Regions from separate parts of the Mus musculus genome. Here region 2 is linked to region 1. The links are chromatin contacts, called in public Hi-C maps. All regions are on one chromosome and are shown on one strand. Each heading gives the region's core, a stretch centred on a gene start, on an enhancer-like site or on the middle of the called end of the contact. The rest is flanking DNA. Distances are from core to core; before and after follow the strand shown.

Region 1 (4,647 bases), core at 1,100-3,599:
AAAGTCTGATGCCTCTGGTCTCTGCAGGCACCTGCCCCTATGTATAAATACTCACATGCAAAGACACACCTATACATAATTAAAAATAATAAAATATTTTAAAGATTTTTGAGATTATAATACAATTACATATTTTCTCCCTTCCCTTTCCTCCATCCAAACCTTCACATATTCCCCTCTTCCACTCTCATTTGAACTCAAAGCCTTTTTTAAATCAATTATTATTGCATTCATATATTGTATAAGTATATACATATGTATCCCTAAATGTAACTTGTTCAGTCCATACAATTTCACTTATATGTATGTTTTCAAGGCTGACTGTTTAGCACTGAATAAAAATGCTGATAGAGCCAGGTTTGGTGTGGTTTGGTGTGTAATCCTAGCATCCAAGAGGTGAAAGCAAAAGAATCATGAATTCAAGGCCAGTCTAGGTTATCTATCAAGACACTGTGTCCGTAAGTCAAAATAAAACATTAACCAATTACAAGTAGACACAATTCTGCAGATTGGCCAAATGCTCAAGACGTTTATCAGCAATAATAAATATCTACACCACTACCCTATGATAAGGTACACTGACAGAACATAAAACCTCTGAAGTAATCTTCCAAGAGTACATAACCTCAGTCTGATCATAAGAAGGAGCAGACTGGGTTGGGGGATGGTCATCTCTGGAATGAACTAGAAACCTGGGACAAGGGAAACTCCTAAGTCCTATGACCGTGACCCCAGCTAAGACTCATCACAATAGGGGATATGGAACCTGAAAAAGCCACATACTGTAACAAGGAAAAACTTCCTATGATGGATAGGGACACCAACTCATCCAGAAAACTTGCGACCCACAATCTGTCCTGCCTACAAGATGCAAGGATAAAGACTGAAGAGAAATTGAGGAAATGGCTAACCAATAACTGGCCCAAATTGAGGTCCATGCCATGAGAGAGAGCCAACCCCTTACACTATCAATGATATTCTGCTATATTTGCAGACAAGCATGTAGCATAACTGTCTTCTGACAGGCTTCACCCACCAGCTGATAGAAACAGATGCAGGTGCTCCACACCAAACAATAGGTGGAGCTTCATAAATCTTGTGGAAGAGGACGAGGAAGGATTGAAGGAGCCAGAGGGCTCAAGGAGAATCTACAGAATAAATTAACCTGAATCCATGGTGGTTCACAGATACTGAACCACAAAAAATAAAAATAAAATAAAATAAAAAAGCATGCCGAGGCTGAACCTAGGCCTTCTCCACATTTGTAGCAGATGTGCAGCTTGGTCTTCATGTGGAAGAAGGGGCTGTCTGTTGCCTGCCTTTGGATCCCTTTCCTCTAACCGGACTGTCTTGTCTTACCTCAATGGGACATGATGTGCTTAGTCCTGCTGCAACTTGATTTGCCAAGTCTTCTTGATATACATTGGATATCTCATCATCTCTGAGAAGAAAGGGAAGGGGGCTTAGGGGAGGGGACATGAGGGGTAGGGACTGGAAGGAGAGAAGGAAGAGAAGCTGCAATCAAGATGTAAAGTGAGGGGGCTGGTGAGATGGCTCAGTGGGTAAGAGCACCCGACTGCTCTTCCGAAGGTCAGGAGTTCAAATCCCAGCAACCACATGGTGGCTCACAACCATCTGTAACGAGATCTGACTCCCTCTTCTGGAGTGTCTGAGGACAGCTACAGTGTACTTACAATAAATAAATAAATAAATCTTTAAAAAAAAAAAAAAAAGATGTAAAGTGAATACATAAAATTAAAAAAAAAAAATTCGGACAGGCCCAAATCTAGGGATATGCTACAAAATGACTGACCAATAGTCTTTGCCTATGCCAAGACTATGAAAGGAAAAGAAGCAGTGAAAAAAATCATAGAATAAAAGAATTCAAGAACACATATGAAGGGTAATATAGGATCTAAAATTATACTCTAAAACACAGCATATTTTACATATATGGTATATAAATAAAATATAAGCATATTTAGGTGAGAATACGTGAAGTCATATAATTCTGAAGTATTAAAGCATAGTTCCAATGCACCTAGCAGCTTGACAACATCACATGCTATTGAGGTCAGTTTGTGATTGCTCACTTGTGCTTGTTCATATTCATTTATTCATTCACTCATTCATTCATTCACATTCTTCCTTCTTCCCCCACCATCTTTCAGGTTTCCTCCTCCCTTTGCCTGCATTCCCTGATTCTCTCACTCTTAGCCTCTCCCCTCCCTCATTCCTCATCCTTTAATTTCACTCACAATATTTTAAAGCCACAACACAGGATTGAGTCACACATGGAATGAGTGAGTCAGCTGAAAGGCTTGACTCATGTCTTAGCCAGTAATCATATTGCTAAAGGCACATACTTCCATGAAATGCTAAACCACAGCTCTCCAGCACTCAGCAGTCACAGAACAGAGTAGGCATAAGCTGCAACCACTGAGCCTTGCTCAAATTGCAGATTTAGGAATGTAATTGTCCTTTTAAACACACTAAGTACAGTTGTAATTTGTTGGTCCAGAAAAAAGATAACTCAGGCAGCTTCCCTAAAGCAATATAACTCATTGTCATTAAAATCAAAGGGAGGGGACTGGAGTGTTGGCTCATCAGTTAAGAGCCCTGACTGCTCTTCCAGAGGTTCTGAGTTCAATTCCTAGCAATCACATGGTAGCTCACAACCATCTGTAATGGGATCCGATACACTCTTCTGGTGTGTGTCTGAGACAGCTGCAGTGTACTCATATAAGTAAAAATAAATAAATCTTTTTTAAAATCAAAGGGAGGGACCTTAGATGAAATGTCCTATAGTGAGGAGAAGGAACTTATAGAATCCACCTCCAGTAGAAAGATAGGGCATCAAGTGGAGGGATGAGGTTTCCATCCCACACTCAAAAGCTCTGACCCAGAATTGTTCCTGTATGAAAGAACTGTAGGAACAAAAATGGGGAAGAAGCTTTCGGTCTGGGCCAGTGCCTCTAGCAGACCTTGGGACTGAACTCCACAACCAATCCGACAACACCCAGAGGAAGATCTACTTCTAGGCACTCTAAAACTCCCAGGATCATAGGATCAGAGGTGAGGAGGACACAACATCCCAACACCCGAAGTAACTGGGACCAGCAGGAACCATGCACCCAGGAATTCAGCCTGACCAGTGGCACAGGTTCTTTCCAGTCTGTGGGCCAGTGACCTGAGAGGCCTTGGGAACGACCTCTGTAGTCAATCCCACAAGTCCCAGAGGAAGATCCTCTCCCTGGCACGCTAACACTCCCAGGACCACAGGATCACTGGATCAAAAGATCACAGGAGTTTAGACACACCATGCTCTCAGGGTCCCAGAGGCAGTTTGACTCCCAGGAGCTCTGACACACCCAGGATCTCAGGATCACAGGATCACAGGATCTCAGGATCACAGGATCACAGGATCACAGAGACAACTGAAATCTGGGGAGTTCTGCCACAACCAAGATCACAGGAAGAACAGGCTCCAGTCAGATATAGCAAGGGCAAGTAGCCATTTTTACAATGTTGATCCTGCCAATCCATGAGCATGGGAGATCTTTCCATCTTCTGAGATCTTTTTTAATTTCTTTCTTCAGAGACTTGAAGTTCTTATCATACAGATCTTTCACTTCCTTAATTAGAGTCATGCCAAGATATTTTATATTATTTGTGACTATTGAGAAGGGTGTTGTTTCCCTAATTTCTTTCTCAGCCTGTTTATTCTTTGTGTAGAGAAAGGCCATTGACTTGTTTGAGTTAATTTTATATCCAGCTACTTCACCGAAGCTGTTTATCAGGGTTAGGAGTTCTCAGGTGGAATTTTTAGGGTCACTTATATATACTATCATATCATCTGCAAAAAGTGATATTTTGACTTCATCTTTTCCAATTTGTATCCCCTGGATCTCCTTTTGTTGTCGAATTGCTCTGGCTAGGACTTCAAGTACTATGTTGAAGAGGTAGGGAGAAAGTGGACAGCCTTGTCTAGTCCCTGATTTTAGTGGGATTGCTTCCAGCTTCTCACCATTTACTTTGATGTTGGCTACTGGTTTGCTGTAGATTGCTTTTATCATGAAATATTCTTATATAAAGAGTATGAATAACCATTTTAGCAATATTTAAGAACCTCTTTTCCTTAACCTAACTCTTAATTTTCACAATTAAGCTAAATTACCACCTTTATTGTGGTAAATTTCCTAAAGAAATAGAAGAATAAATTATACTATCTTTGAGGTGTTTAACACTGAGGAATAAAAAGGTGAGTTCTCCATGCCTGTTCTCTTCCTGCTACAATTAAAAGACAAACTACGTTTCTAGGGATATAAATTATTATTTTCTTAGTTACCAGATTAAGTTGAAATATATTTCAGTGTACCTTCTATGAAATCACCTTTACTATCTGAAGTCACACCAATCTTTTCTTTTCTTCCATTTTGAGGAAAATGGTATTAAACACTCATTGAATTTTCAGTCTAAAACACTTGAGTTTGAACTCTACTTTAAAAATAATCATTATTAAGCTGGGTGGTTGTGGCACATGCCTTTGATCCCAGCACTTAGGAGGCACAGGCAGAAGAATCTCTGAGTTTGGGGACTGCCTGGTTTACAGAGAGAGTTCAGCACAGCTAGAGTTACACAGAGAAA
Region 2 (5,002 bases), core at 315-2,814, 280 kb after region 1:
GGCTCAGTTTCCAGCAGTTCCAGAAGATGTGACACCTTCTTCTGGCCTCGGAGGGCACCAGATAAGCTCCTGGTACACATGTATTCATGTAGGCAAACAGCCATACACATAAAACAAATTTGTTTGCTTTCGACTTTTTTGGAAAAAGAGAGAAAGATAGCTATGGAGGTGAAGAGTTAGGAGAAGTTGGGGAGGTGAAAGAGTATGATCAAAATATATTGTATAAAAAATGTAATAAAAATAAATAAACCTTTTCAAAACAGAGATTTGTTCAAAATCTGAAAATCTACAAGCCAGAGTAAAGCAACCACCTCCTTTAGAATACCAACATCTTCAATCTCGGTAACTAACCTCTGAGATGGGCACTGCTCTCACACTTTAAAAGACAGGGATGGGAAAAATGAAGCAATCTCCAAAAGGTCATGTAGCACCCAAGAGGTAAAAAATGGCTTACAATACAGTCAGCCTCCATATATCTCTCCTCCATACTGTCCTTCCTTTGGACAGCACTGAGCTGAGGAGATATAAGGAAGACGAACATCACCTTCACCTGGATGACTGTGAGACAAAAACTTGAAGATACCTAAACAGGGGTGGAGAGACAGTGGCTGTAAGCTCAGTACTAGAAGCCAGAGCAAGGTCACAGTTTGCACGCTCTTTGTCCCTGAAGAATACTCAGAGTAGATGCAGGAAGCAGAATGACTGCATTCTTCGACATTCTGCAAAGACACTGAAAGCTATAACAAATAGGGGCATGAGGTATCCTGGCTGAAGCCTTTCCTCTCCTCTCCAAACCTATTCCAATGGAAACTGTGTAGTGCAGCAGGAGTAAACATACCAAGGGAGAGGAGCACTGCTGGGAGCACTTGTTCCAAGTACCAAGTGATGGGGAGCTCAGAAGAAGCCTCACCTATAAGCTAACAAGGTCATGACAAAGGAAGAGAGGAAGGGGCAGGATTAGCACCCTGAGAGACAGCCTGCCTCCGCTCCTAAAGTTTCACTTCCTAGGCCCCCAGGACCACTTCATGACTCTCTATTAAATAACCCTCCCCCACCAGCACAGCCTCCGTAGCATCCCTGTGTCACCCTAGGTATGTGAAAGCACGTGAAGAAAAGGAACTGCAGCTGATCACCCCCTCCCTTCCAGAATCTGCAGCTCCCAGCCCATTTCCTGGCACATTCTTGGTGTGCTACAAATGCTTGTGGCATTGAGTTTGCTGAGAGGATGCTGGTAACCCGACTCAATGAAATGCACTATTGTCTTAAAGGCAGGGAAGCATGAGAAAAGGACCTAACGCAGAGGTTGTGTCCTCATTAGTGGTCTCCTTAGGGACAGAGCTAGAGACTAGGATTAAAGCACACGGTGTTTGAAAGGGGTGGGGGGTGGTCAAAGAAAGAGGTCTTCAAAAGCAAGAAGGGAAAGGAAGGCAGGCAGCAAAGGGCATTTTTGCCAGAAAGCTCAAGCCCACGGGGTAAGCTCCCAGGAACATTTATAGGGCATGTGAGAGGCAGGAGAAAGAAGGGCAGGCACTAGCCGCCTTCCAACAATTGTTGGCTAAGGGCCAGTGAGGAAGGATGATGGCATGGTGAGTCTTTTGGATGCAGTGCCACTCACAGTAGACTCCATAGGGACAAGAAAGACTTTGGGCAGAATGAAGGGGCAGGCAGTTAGAAGTCAGACAGGGATGCAGTGAAGAAGTAAGGACTCACCCCACCCCTGATCTTGAAGCAGGTGTGAGGAAATGTGCCCTATTCACAAGCTCCTAAGTGCCTCAGGTGGAAAAGCACACCCTCAGAAACATGGGCTCCGAGGGTGGTAGTCAGGGTCCTAACTGGTCAGTACAGACTGTATGCTATGCACACTGCAGTGCCTGGGATTAGCAGAGTTTAGTGATAAAGGCAGAGAGGTGAGGTGCACTTTGCTTTGCTCTCTGCAGTGGAAATCTTCCTACCTCACTCGAAGCCTGTGCGTGGGAGTCGTATGCCTAAGGAGTTGGGAACATGCAGCCAACTTCTCTGTACCTGCTGTGGCCAAGGCCACAGCTACTCCCTCATGCCACCCTCAGGACACTGCCTCCCCAGGTCTTCCGTGCTGGTATTTCTTTTCTCTGGGCATGGGCTGACAAGCTTCGACCCCAGATGCAAAGCGCACAAGGAAACAGTTCAGAGGTGGTCCAGCACTGAGCTAGGTGATTAATTCAGCTGGGGAACAAGTCTGAGCCACTCTCAGGAAGCTGCTCCTCACATCTGACTCAGAACTGGCCAGGGAGACCAAAGGCAGCCTGAGTCTCTTCCATAGTGACCTTGGGGGGACTCCTCCTCTGTTCCGGACACTGTAAATCCTCCAGAAGACACCCCAAATCACCCAATTATCACTATATGCCTATTCAAAGGCTCTATTAACCAGAAAAACAGCAGGCATCCTTGTTCTTTGCTGAAAGAAAAAGACAAAAAGTGACAAAGACGATACTGGAAGGGTTTGGAGGAAGGAAAAGGAAGGGAGAAATGATGTAATTATATTATAACCTCAAAAAATATTTTTAAAGAGCACATGCTTGCAGGAAATGCAGAATCTTAAATAAAAATGGGTGCTTATTTCCCAATATTAAATTTCCACTTGAAATCAACACGGTGAGTTTCAAAACACAAAAGTACCAATGACCTCTCTCCAGGGAGGAGCAGGAAAAGGCAGGGAGACAGAGATAACAAATTTACCCTTCAAGGAAGCAGAGACATCCTCATTTATCTTTTACAGTGATCACTCCTAGCAAAGAGGACAACAAAGCCCATTCACACACTTCTGTTTTGAGACAGGGTCACTGTCACAAAAACCAAGAGGTAAGGCCCTCAGACCACTGCGAATATGAGTCTCCCTATCACTCAGTTTGGTAGTTTTGGTCACAAAAGAAAGCTGAGGTCAACACATCTTAGGTGGCACTTTAATTAGCTGCAGTCCGGAGCTTCATGGTGAGAGAAAGAAAAGCTTTAAGCCCCTCACAAATCAGAACATTTTTTTTTCCAGCTTTCCCAATGGGTAGCCAAGTGACTCAGCATCAGCCCAGTGTGGGCACTATTATTGATGAGAAATCTTCCGCCTGGGTGATATACTGCGTACAGCACATGTCCAAAAAACAGTGCCAAGTCATACCAGGAAGAGAAGGCAAATTATTCACCTCCACTTCAAATGCAGGCAAATCCTCTCTTAATGCAGCAGCTTCTCCATATCAGAAAGACAAAGCAGGGAGATAGAGATTTCCATCTAAGACTCAAGGAATTATTAGGCAGAGCCTCTTCTTTCTTGTTGACTATTAAAAAGGCAATCAAATTGAGGAAAGCAAAAGGGAAAAGGGGGTGGGGGGGGGCTCAAAAACCATCCCAGAGTGAAAAGCCACACAAAAGGCTGCAGTTTCTCTCTCCTTTGTTAGTACTGTGAGCTCCACCTAGAGGTCATTTTTAAAATCGCGAGTTAATTCAAGTTAGGAGAAGAAAATCTTTGTATTCTGGGGTTTAGGGCTAGCAGTGACTGGGAGAACTGCTGGAGATCCTTGGACAACACCCCATTTCTTATCTTGCATTACTGGGACTTCTCTGAACCTTAATATACAATACCTCCTAGGGGAGCCTAATGAGATCCAGAAGGACGACTGCCTTTGATGTTTGTGCCTGTCAGAGCTGCTACTGGAGTTCCTGGCAGATTGAACTCAGCTCAAAGAAAGCAGAGTGTTCAAAGAATACTTTTAGAAGGAAAAAGTGACAGTTCTAGTTGAAATGAAATAAAAGACTGGCGATCAACCCAGAGGGCCAACAGAAACATGTCTAATATTAGAAGGACTGAGAATAGTTTCCTTAAAGAAGGACTCATGGACCATTTGCTTAGAAGACCCAGCTACAAGACAATCTTTGCCTAACTGAATGTCAGCAAGCACTTGAAGTACTCTTAATTTCTATTTCTGAAAAGCTGACTACAAGCTTCCAAATATCCATAACTCACTCATTCATAGCTCTCTCTCTCTCTCTCTCTCTCTCTCTCTCTCTCTCTCTCTCTCTCTCCCTTCCTTCCTTCCTTCCTTCCATCTCTCTCCCTCTCTTCACACTAGTCATCCTATGAAATTGATAGTTTAGAACCTCAAGCTACAACAAAGAGCACCTAGTACACTGAGCATTCAACTGTTCAATGCAAGACACATCCTGCCCCACACATCAAAAGCTACCTTTTAAATTAACCAAGCCTTCAAGAAACAACAATGTGGTGTTGGTGCCAAGAGTTTCATCTACCATATGGAGAGTGTCTCACCACAACCCGTATGTTCCTACCTCCTCCAGCCTGTGGTGTACATGACCTAAAACAGCTTTGACAGATCTTGAATGGAGAAAAATAATTTAAAATTACTCATTGTCCTCTTCCAAGACCACCACCAATACTATTCAAGGTCTTTCTTCTTTGTAAATACTCATCTGCCTTTTCAATCCTGTTAACTAAAACATCTAAGATAAGGTATCTCAATCTCAAGAGTTACTACAAACAAGGTTCTACAAAAAACTTGTGCCAGAAGATAGGGGACTGCCCAGAAATTCTATTTCAACAAGGCTACAGTGAGAATCTCCTTGCTTCTTGACCCTAAGGCAAAATTACTGGTGTAAGGAATGACTCAAAGCAGTGTGTCTAATGATAATATTAAGAGATGGGTATGAATACAGATATACAAAGAATGCTATACAAAGAATTAACCAAATCAGGAGCTGGTTCTTTGAGAAAATTCAACAAGATAGATAAGCCCTTAGCCAGACTAACCAGAGGGCACAGAGAGAGTATCCAAATTAATAAAATCAGAAATGAAAAGGGAGAAATATCAATGAAATATATCTCAAAATAGTTATTCTGTCCGGAAATATTATTGATAATTTTTCTCACTGTGCTTGAAATTAGCAGGCGGATTTCTGAGTCCGAGGCTAGCCTGGTCTATAAAGTGAGTTCCAGGACAGCCAGGGCTATACAAAGAAA

What was found. Hi-C and Micro-C count contacts between places; a contact is called where the count stands out from the background.
Region 2: a Hi-C map of the C2C12 cell line shows a contact between it and region 1, with 6 times the contacts expected there. The contact joins two enhancer-like sites. A contact is called at or near these places in 4 of 39 promoter capture datasets (the 3T3-L1 cell line, embryonic stem cells and hippocampal neurons), 1 of 15 datasets of contacts at CTCF or cohesin (the NIH/3T3 cell line), 5 of 484 Hi-C or Micro-C datasets (the C2C12 cell line, cortical neurons, embryonic fibroblasts and 2 more) and 1 of 115 datasets of contacts at active chromatin or transcription factors (the NIH/3T3 cell line).

What each region holds. Positions count from the first base shown.
Region 1 is chrX:157,026,777-157,031,423 of GRCm38.p6, forward strand. No RefSeq gene overlaps it. Among named protein-coding and RNA genes, the nearest start is that of Gm52451, 230 kb to the right of the region's middle. Within about 2 kb of position 2,350, at least 29 of the 459 cell types and tissues checked have an H3K27ac peak or open chromatin away from gene starts, as enhancers often do. A contact at or near this core is called in the C2C12 cell line, where this site is marked.
Region 2 is chrX:157,304,102-157,309,103 of GRCm38.p6, forward strand. The region is part of intron 12 of Phex (phosphate regulating endopeptidase homolog, X-linked); the gene reads right to left. Among named protein-coding and RNA genes, the nearest start is that of Gm25795, 7.0 kb to the left of the region's middle. Within about 2 kb of position 1,565, at least 25 of the 459 cell types and tissues checked have an H3K27ac peak or open chromatin away from gene starts, as enhancers often do. A contact at or near this core is called in the C2C12 cell line, where this site is marked.